Regions from separate parts of the Mus musculus genome. Here region 1 is linked to region 2. A link is a contact called in public HiChIP or PLAC-seq data. All regions are on one chromosome and are shown on one strand. The core of a region is the stretch at or near the end of the contact, and the rest is flanking DNA. Distances in the headings are between cores, read along the strand shown. Region 1 overlaps Gm10790 (predicted gene 10790). Region 2 has its middle 10 kb from the start of Gm28707.

Region 1 (5,094 bases), core at 1,372-3,871, 150 kb after region 2:
GCTCTGAGCCACTGTACATTTGCCAATAGTATGCACAGGTCTATGCCCACATAACCTGAACATGTGATAAATCACATGCCTGTTTTGTCACTAAAACTGGTCCTACTTGTCAAGGTAGCTGACGTCGTGGGACAACACACCATTGGTCACACACCTGTCAAGTGAAAATTGGCTTCAGGTATTCAGAATCATTCTCTATCTCCTTTACAACATGAGTCTTAGATCTTCTCATTCCAGGGAGTCTGTGACATATTTTAGATTTTATCAGGGACCCTCTGGAAATTAACTTGAACTATAGTGAGCAGACTTTCTTTTGGGTTTTATTTGTTCACCCTATCCCTAAGCTTTACTAAGGAAATAATCAAATGAGATAATCTGAGTCTTTCCTTCCTTCCTCGTTCTTCAATGAGTCCTGGATATCAACCACCTACCTTTAAAGCAACAGAACCCTTTCAAGCCAGAGACACTAGCCAGCCTGGCTGCCCACTTCTTATCCAAACCCAAGGCCCTGTTTCCTGAGGAACATAACTGATTGAACTTCCCCAACAAGGCATCCTGTTCAAGTCAAAAGCGTTGAGGTATAGCCAGGGTGCCAATGCGGGCTCATGTGATCGTTGACTCTTTCTGTCATGTACCTGCTACCCCATGAGAACATAGCCATCCACCCAAGCCCAGCCACCCTTTGAAATCACCTAAACCTGAGATCCAGGAGCCATTGCTCTTATGGAGGAATCTATGCTTGCTAGGCATTCGGAAAAGAAGGCTATCAAAGGACTCACCTGATAGAGGGGACTCCTCTGAAGCTGATCAGAGAAGTTTCAGATGGCCTTGTGGTTCCCAGATGAAAGGGACGACAGAAGTGCAAATCGTTGGCACTGGATGGGAAAGGAGAACACTGGGTACATAAGTGCGGTTGGGGGCGGGGCAGGAATTAAAACTAAGAACAAAGGGAAGGAAATTAAATTCAGAGCCATCATTCTTTGAAAGTTGGCTTCTGATTTTAATCTTGAAATAAAAAAAGAAAAAAGAAAAGAAATCTTCAGGAAAAAAGCTGTTTCCAGCTCTGTCCACCCTCTTCCCTTTTATAGCATCTTTCATTTACTTCATGGTTTGATAAAATCACCATAGGACTTGCCATTGGAAGTAACAGCTTGTTTGTATGGAATTACGGTGAGGGTAGACATTGCTCACAGATAATGAAGGTAGGTCAGTGTGAAGGATCAAGAGAACAACTCACTGGAGTATTATGAAAAGGCAGCCACAGGCAGCATCTGTTTCTAATGTTCCCCTCCTGTTTATCTCCTTGGGAGAGACACACAGTTTCATTGCAGTTGAGGATGGGTACTGATGTCATCATGGAATTCTTTTGAGAATGTTGATGCGACTCTCCCATCCTAACATTTCTCCTCTCTCTTCCTCTAAGGGAAATTTTCAAAAGAGCTTCTTGGTTAAGTTGACAGTTGTAGATAATGCAGAAGCATTTTAGATGGCAAGATAGGTTTGCAATGGTGCATGCCCATATTAGTAAATGGGGACTACATCAAAATACTAGCCCAGATAATTGTGTGTGTGTGTGTGTGTGTTCATGCACATGTGTGCACGCATACACATGTATGCGTATATACATGAACACATTAACATTAGTTTTAACAAACAGAAGAAAAGCTTAGTTTTCCCTCTGGAAGAAGCATAAAAATATTGGCATGAATTTTAGCATTAGTCTAAATGAACTGGAGAAGAAATCTGTCTGCCTGATAGCCACAGCACAAGTTTAGGAAGCTGGATTTCAGCTTTCTCCATAGCAATGAAAATGCCGTCTGACACCACCTAGTTGTGCAGAGAAATTAAACATGGTAGAAGACATAGTGCTTCTCTGGGATTTTTAAAAAACACCCAGAGAGATTATGTGGTCATAAGGCTTTTGTATTGGGGTTTGAAGGTAAAAAGGGAATTCTGGATGGAGTGATGATAGCAAGTAATGCCTTGGACTAAGCAAGAAGTGATGGGTATCAGGTGGGTACCATTTCCTATCAGAGCTCCTCTCCATCACACGTGTATATAGCAGCCCCCTCCTGTGTCTCCACCCTGATGTCTTCCCTGTGACGGTAGTTTCATGTGCCATTCTTTCCCCAGTCTTTCTACATTTTCACAGAGAAATGCCTTAACCCAGCCTCAAGATGTGAATGGCAGAGCCCCAGGACTCCTGTTTATTCAGCCATTAGTGCCGCCTTCAGTTTTTTAAATCATTGATTTGACAAATATTTATTGAGCCTTGGCTCTGCCAGGTAGTGTCCCCAAACAAGGAATGCAACCAGGAATAAGAGGATCTCCATGTGAGCATTGCCTGGGAGCGCACATGCAGACAGAGACAGGCAAGCAGCACTCACATGGCTTAGCAATACAGTCTGGGATCCTGGAGCAACTTCTAGAGACAAAGAAAGTCTTGAACCAGAGAGGCTGCTGGGAGATGCTGAGGGCAGCAGAAAGGCTCGATGTCTCCACTTGACAGTCACATCTTCCATCTGTAAATAGGGGACATTCTGTTTAGAAGAAACTGACTGGGAAAGGAGAAAGGGGAACCGACTGGGAGTCATGAGCCCTAGACTGAGCCTCAGTTCTGCTTTTCACCACCTGTGTTTCTCAGAGCCTCTTCTCAACAGTGCTAAGTCTCAGCTTCTTCTTTTTGGGGGAGAATAAAGAGTACTTATAATAGTAGTAGTACTTTTATGGTCTTTATCAATTTTAAACTTTGATATCAAAAAAATTTTCTCATGCCCAAATTAACCCTTTCCAATTAAGGAATAATTTTGTATAATGTTTCCAAAAGGCAGTTCTTTGATATTTCCAAAGAGTGTATTTCATTCCCTACCAGTTTGTCAACTGAATTGTTTCTTTGTACTGATCATAGCTACAGCCTTAACTTTTCTGGGAATCTCTGCTGTGGGGGTCTTGGTAGATGAGTGAATATGCATTCTGTGTTTCTAAACAATAGACAATGAAGAATCATCTATTAACCATCCAATAAGCTTCAGCAATCCTAACCAACTTGATCAATGTTTCTATATAGAATCTCTAAATCATAGTCTTTAGGTCCACTGAACATGACATGTATTTTTTTATTATTGTGTATATATGTGTGCACATATGTACATGCATGCATGGATAGACAACCATGGAGGGAGGACAGGGGACAACTCTGTGGAGTTGGTTCTCTTCTACATTTACAAGAGTTCTAGGGGTGATAATCTGCCTGTTTATGGCAAATTTGATCCATCTAGTTAATGTTATTCAAAATCGAACCAGATCTACAATCTGAACAACAGCCAACTGCTCAACAATGGTGTTTGGAATAAAAGAACATGCCCACCAAGATGGAGAACATTGAGCTAAGATCTTCCTTCCCCAAGCAAACAAGATTCTAAGCTATACGGGGGGGGGGGGGGGGGGTGCACAGAGGAGGGAGTATAATGGTAAACTGGTAGCATCCCAAGTTTTGACCAAAAGGAAAAAATCAAAGTATTCATTCTCTTTGGCACCAGTGGACGTAGGCGCACGTTAAGCAATGGACAGCTTCACAAACTCAGCTTTTCAACACGTCTTCAGAAAGATAACAAGCCGTGCATTGAGGACCATGGGGATGGGAACAGAAGCTGCTCAACCAAACAGGGGGAAGAAAAGGAACATTTCTGTCTGCTTTTCTGAATGTTATAGTGGGGATGTGGGACATGATACAAGACTATTATAAGAGAAAGAAATGTCCATCTTATTACTAAGCTCTGCTTACCCTAAAGGGGTGATGCGAAGACATTCAAAAGCAGTTTTAATCACACGAGCCCCCTGACGTGCAACAGTCTTTCCTAGTAAGCTTTAGAGGAGCCTCATAGAACTGCTCAGATATTTAATTATTAAAAGATTAGGCATGCTGGGTCATGTGACCCAAAACCTACATTGGTTCTGAAAAGAGATTGAGCAGAGTGAAAATGGGAGACAGTTGAGTGTTGGGCACCAATTAGAGTCTCTCTCTCTCTCTCTCTCTCTCTCTCTCTCTCTCTCTCCATACTTGTAGGTTCTTTGTTGGTTCTTCTCCTAACTGTATCCTAACAGTATCTTCTCTGGCTCAACTGTCTCCTATTTTACTCTCCTCAATCTCTTTTCTGAACCAGCTGTCTTCTCTTCTCTCGCCCTACTCAGTCTTCTTTCTTCCTGCACCAACCGTCTTCTCTGATCCTAGTCTCTGACTGGACCGGACTCTTTTTGTCACCTGGATCCTATTCCTCTCTCTCAGCCTCTGCTGGCTTTTTGCATCCCATCTTCTTTCCAGAAGTCCAACAGGTCATAGGTTCTAGCAATTCTAACAGCTGAGCATTCCCAAAGGGCCTATCAGCTAGCATCTAAGGATTCTTTAAAGTGCCAGGCACACAAAATAAACCATACTACATTATACTTCCTCACATACAAGGAAACAAAGACTTGCATTTGATAAAATATTTAGCCAAGAACCAGCAGCTAGTGGGAAACTAATCAAGATCTGCAGACTCTAGGGTCTTTCTCCCTTGACTCTCTGACTAGCTTGCTATTACCTTGAGTCTTTAGTTTGTATCTATTTTAAGGAGTCCTCAACCCTCCAATCTGTCACCTTGACCCTCCTGCCTTCTCTCTGGAAGAGTTTTCCTTGCCCAGACTTCCATTCTACCTCACTTCGTACCTCTCGGCACTCCTGTAGATGGTTCCTCTCTCCATGGCAGACCCCCCTTCTGGGGGAAGAGTACTGGACTGACCCCTTATTCCTGGCCTGCCATCATCGTGCATTAAGCCCATTGCCTCTGGGTTTGACAGAGAACAGGCTCCTGAGAAACCAGTCACAGGACTTGTTTCCCCACATCTCTGTGCTTTCATGCCTCTCCTGAGATTTCAATGCCGTGGCTGTGAACAAATCCTAGAGCTACTGAGGACCACATCAAGGCCAAAGATAGGCCTCTCTGCCAAGTCGGTAATGCCTTTAGAGTATCTGGGCCTGAGCCAACCCCTTTTAATGCTTCCCTGCTCTGAAGTGGACACAGTGACAGACAGGAGTGCAAACTGGCTTGCCCAGTA
Region 2 (5,094 bases), core at 2,513-5,012:
GACTTCTCTTTCTCAGTTTATTCCCTTGTTTTGGGTGTGCCCACCCTCCAGTGACCTCCAGGAAAAGGGTTTATGGAAAACAAAACCCTTAGAAACTTTACACCTGAGAGTGGCTTCATTTGATGCTCAGGTTTAAACATATGCTTTGGTTGGAGAGAGAATTTTAGGACAGAAAGACTTTTCTTGGCCCAGAATTGTGAAGGCTCTAAACCCACGTTCTTCTGGCTTCCAGCTAGTTGAATCCCTGAATCTCTATTCCTCACATGAGATGCCTTTTTCCTCAGCACCCAGAGTCAGTTCTCTTTGTAGTCCCTATATTCTAAATTTCACAGTAACATATCTAAATTTTTATTACTATATTCTGGGCTCTTTTGAAGTTAAATTTTGGCTTAAAATCAGGTGTTGTTTCATTTGCAGAAATATTTTCAAGTTATACCCCCACCATTTTTTTTATCTACTCTTTCTGAGTCCTTTCAGGAAGCACTCACAATTCAGCCATTATCTCACCTAGGTATCTCCACTTTCTCCCTTAACCTTTTATCACATATTTTTCTACTTTCGCTTCTCATATGAGGTTTTTTCTCTGCAGTGTCTTCTTCTTCTTCTTCTTCTTCTTCTTCTTCTTCTTCTTCTTCTTCCTCTTCTTCTTCTTTTTTTTTTTTTTTGCTTTTTTTTATTGGATATTTTCTTCATTTACATTTCAAATGCTATCCCAAAAGTCCCCTATACCTGCCCTGTACTGAGGCATATAAAGTTTGCAAGACCAAGAGGCCTCTCTTCCCAGTGATGGCTGACTAGGCCATCTTCTGCTACATATGCAGCTAGAGACAGCTCTGGGGATACTGGTTAGTCCATATTGTTGTTCCACCTATAGGGTTGCAGACCCCTTCAGCTCTTGGGTACTTTCTCTAGTTCCTCCATTGGGGGCCCTGTGTTCCATCCATTAGCTGACTGTGAGCATCCACTTCTGTGTTTGTCAGGCACCGGCATAGCCTCACAAGAGACAGCGATATCAGGGTCCTGTCAGCAAAATCTTGCTGGCGTATGCAATAGTGTCTGCATTTGGTGGCTGATTATGGGATGGACCCCCAGGTGGGGCAGTCTCTGGATGGTCCATCCTTTCATCTTAGCTCTAGACTTTGTCTCTTTGCAGTGTCTTCTAATATTTTCCTTCATTTTTATCCATTTCCACAGTTCAATTTTTAATATCTAAGAACTCTTCCCCTCGAAATATTTTTCTAAAACCCCTTTTCTTATCTTCTCCCTATATACATCTTATTGTAGTATATTACTGGCCGTTTTTTCATTTTTACGTGTCCTCCTTGAACTGCTTGGTCCTGCTGCTGTTTCACTGGTTCGTTTCCTCTTGTTTGAGACCCAGATAACCCTCATCTCCCTAGGAACAGCACCCCAAAAGCTGACTTGTTAGAACCTTCTTTACTGATGGGCAGCTGGTCAGCACTGACCAGGGAGTTCCCTCCAAGCTGGCCTGGTTTATGCTTCTTCTGAAGTCTTTCTTTGTCCTAGTTTCAGATCTGTTCTCGTGGGCTGATCAGATTACCCAGAAAGACTTCTGCTTGGTGTGTGTGTGTGTGTGTGTGTGTGTGTGTGTGTGTGTGTGGTGTCACAATGTTCCAGATCACAGAGGAACAAAAAAAACATGACATGTTCAGCACAGAGTTTTAAGTTCAGTCTTCCTGGTTGTAGAGCCCTGTTGGGTGTCTGTCTCCAGGAAGTCAACCTGTGAGTTGTGGTAGTTACTAGGATCTGCTGCAAAGACACTAGAAAGGGGATCCTGAAGTCTAGCCGATCCTTAAGCTCACCCACAGTGTGACTTCCAGAGGTAACCCTGATGCCCATTCCTGAATTTCCACTGGAATCCTTTTTAACACAACTAGAGAAGGCAGCTGCTTAGCTCTTCCCACAGTTAGCTGAAGATTCTCTCTCAGAGCTGCTTCTCCCAAGGAAACGTTTACTACGTTGTATATTCTTGTTTAGTGCGCATTTGTAACTTTGTGCCTTTCAAAATGTGTATTCTCATCTGAGCGGGAGAATTTATTTAAAGGCTACTGGTTCATCTGGCGTCTTTAATTGAATGTCCGGCAGTATCTAGTCTAGTCACAGTGCCTATAGGATGTGTTCAGTAAGAAATTATTTTAACTTGCGATCGCTTGTGAAAGCAGAACTTGAAGGAAAGTGTAATGGCGCTCATGATTTATATCTTCTCTGGAAGAAGAGTAGCATTTTCAAAACTTTCCTGAAAGCCAGGGAACAGCTGGTTTTCGCCTTAAATTTTGATTAATGAGCACACCCTCTTTTTTTTTTTTTTTTTGTCTGTTCTCTCTTAAGCTGGGCACTGTGGGTCGAGGGCCCTTCCAGCCAGTTGCCATTGCTATTCTGAAATGTACCTGTGCCTGGGAGGTTCCTGCAGGTTAGATTTTGCTGCTGAGAAAGCTGCTGTTGCTGGCACTGAATTTCAATGACTTCCTGCAGGCAAACACCTGGAGGCAATTACCTGTGCTTGTCTGCCAGCAGACACGCATACAGTTCCAATGGGAAAGCTATCTGTATGAATTTCAAAGGGGGTGAGGGGTAGATTTGCTTTGTGTAATATTTTGCTTGTGTCTAGGTTAGCCAGTCTAGGAATTTGTCTTTGCCCAATTATGTGTTTGTTAAGCCATTTTTGCCCCTTCACCATAGAACTGGCAAATGTAGACTTTGTTTCACCCGTTCTGCTGCCTGGTGATAGACTTCTTCTCTTTCTTAGTTCACAGGACAATGATAATGAGGGAAGAAATAAGGAAGGTCAGGGAATCTACATTTAATGTAAAATGACAACATTTTAACTTGACATTCTTTAATAATAGACCTGTCATTCAAAAGAAAAAAAAATAGGTCAAGGTTGAGGACAGAGTCACACAGAAAATTTTATTAAACTTTATCGTTAATATTTATGCAGACATAGTGATACTTTCTATACCTAGATATGGTCTCTGGGGGAAAACTGTTATGTTGATCATTATTTTAGCTAAGTGGTTCTTCCTTTAGCTATATCATAAATGTTCTTAATGTAAATGTTGACTTAAATTGCACCTTTAGAAATGTCAAAAATACCATTAAGATGTGTGTAGAGTTAATGTTGTACTGGATAATGCTAATGGAATGTATTTTATGATTTTGTAGACTGGTACAATGAGGCCAATTAGGAATTTATTTTGAATGCAGGCAAACCTCAGTCCTTACTTAATGTCAATTTCTTCTGATTTTATTCTATCCAGGCAAAGCTAAAGATGACTAACATAATATGTAACTTCCTTCCTTCAACAGGACCAAAACATCACACAAACACTTCCCTAACCCCGACCCCTACCTCCACCCCCACCCCATTTCTTTCATTCCTTTTTCTAGACTCTCTCTCGGTTTTATACTTAAAGTATTTGCTTCCATTTTTTTACTCCTCACTCTCCCCATCCCCCTGAAGTTGTAAGGCACCATTGCCTGGAGCTTCTTCCTCCTGCTTAAAAATGAGACCAATCCAGGTCCTTCCAGCACATAGTCTAAATTCCTCCTATACAGGTTACTAATACATAAAAGCGTCTGCTGTATGTATGCAGAAACCCCTGAGAGCTGTAAATAAATCATGTTTTTCTGCAGTTTTAGTGTTATAATTGGTAACTGCTTTGCCCAACAAGAACTTGACGTTAAATAAACCAAGAGTATGACTAGCAATATCCCACAAAATGAAACCACCATGGTGACTCACTAATGATTTAAAATGCTGTCGCATTTTCCCCCAAGAATTACTGTTTAAGAAAAAGATCCACTAGTACAGGACAACTTTAGCATGTTGGTGACACACATGTCATTGCCTCTCTCCCCCTAGCACCCCTCCCCCCTGCACTATTCTGGATTGCTAGAATTCTAATCTGACAAAACTGAAAAACATCTAAGCTTTTCCTTTCTCCTTTTTTTTTCCTGACAGTAAAAGTTCTGAATAAGGAAGGACTTAACAGTTAGCAGTAGCCTAAAATAATAATCGTTTGCTTAGCCTACAATCACGAAGGCACTTGTGGTCTCTACTGGGTTCACATGTGTATCTGGTTGGCTGTGAGTTTGGCTGGGCCTGGCTGGCCTAAGACAGCTTCACTGGGATCGTCTCATATCCTGCTATAGTCACTACCTGTTAAAAAGTGAGCCTGATTATAAGATCGTTGGTCAAAGCAAGTCACAAGACTAACTAAGCAGAAAAAAAAACAAAAAACAAAAAACAAAAAAAAACCAGGATCTAGAACATGATGGGAGAAATTGAAAAATAATGCAAGCAAAGGGCTAAGCAGCCAATGAGAGAAATACTGGCTTTCTGTTTTATATAGTGGAGTTTCTAAGAAACCCATAAAGACCATCAACGATAGGGCACGGCCAATGAAAACAATAACAAATTTCTGAAATGAGTTGTTGGTTTAAAAAACGGCAACTAAGATGGAACAATACAGGAAATCCCTTTTTTAATCACCCACTTCTCTGTTTACTGCAGGAAACAATAGAAGAGGAAAAAAACCAAAAAAACAAAAAACCCTTTAACCTGCAACTTCAGTGTAATTTCTGAGCACATTTAAACCTATTACAGAAACACATAGTAACCAAAAGCAACGATTCTTAAAATAAGACAAGTGGAGTGAGAGTGTTCTAATTTCATACATTTCCCTTAAAGAAAAGTGATTGATTGGTTCTAGACTTGGATAAGTTAGTACTCCTTGTTTGTTTCTTGAGACTAACCACTGTAACGATAATCAATGAATTTATCACTCTTTCAATGTAGTGGAGGGGAAACCGAAGGATGAATCGAAGACCCAGTCAGGAAGAAGGGAAATCAACAATGGTTAAAAAGCAACAGGAAGTAGATAAGGCAATTCATGCAGCACTCAGTAGGATGGAGATTTTAGAACAAAGCATTAACTGCTTCCCAATGTATGCCCAATGACTAGCCCTATTAAAAGATAAAGACGTCCATCTCAATAACATGGGGCAGTGAGCAGGTTAAGTCAGACATCTGAAATAAGGGGTACACATTCTGTTACTAAAAATGAAATGATT

Evidence for each region. HiChIP or PLAC-seq counts read pairs in DNA pulled down with a chosen protein or histone mark.
Region 1: a contact with region 2 is called in an H3K4me3 HiChIP or PLAC-seq map of bone marrow-derived macrophages, with 5 times the contacts expected there. The contact joins two enhancer-like sites. A contact is called at or near these places in 9 of 484 Hi-C or Micro-C datasets (bone marrow-derived macrophages, conventional dendritic cells, cortical neurons and 3 more), 9 of 115 datasets of contacts at active chromatin or transcription factors (bone marrow-derived dendritic cells, bone marrow-derived macrophages, craniofacial prominence and 6 more) and 3 of 9 other capture datasets (adipose tissue, liver and pancreatic islet).

Annotation. Positions count from the first base shown.
Region 1 is chr13:41,881,323-41,886,416 of GRCm38.p6, reverse strand. Gm10790 (predicted gene 10790) reads right to left here. Exons shown (of 7, transcript NR_033545.1): 2 at 2,388-2,522; 3 at 780-875. Among named protein-coding and RNA genes, the nearest start is that of Gm22157, 18 kb to the left of the region's middle. Within about 2 kb of position 2,621, at least 50 of the 459 cell types and tissues checked have an H3K27ac peak or open chromatin away from gene starts, as enhancers often do. A contact at or near this core is called in bone marrow-derived macrophages, where this site is marked.
Region 2 is chr13:42,034,094-42,039,187 of GRCm38.p6, reverse strand. No RefSeq gene overlaps it. Among named protein-coding and RNA genes, the nearest start is that of Gm28707, 10 kb to the left of the region's middle. Within about 2 kb of position 3,762, at least 8 of the 459 cell types and tissues checked have an H3K27ac peak or open chromatin away from gene starts, as enhancers often do. A contact at or near this core is called in bone marrow-derived macrophages, where this site is marked.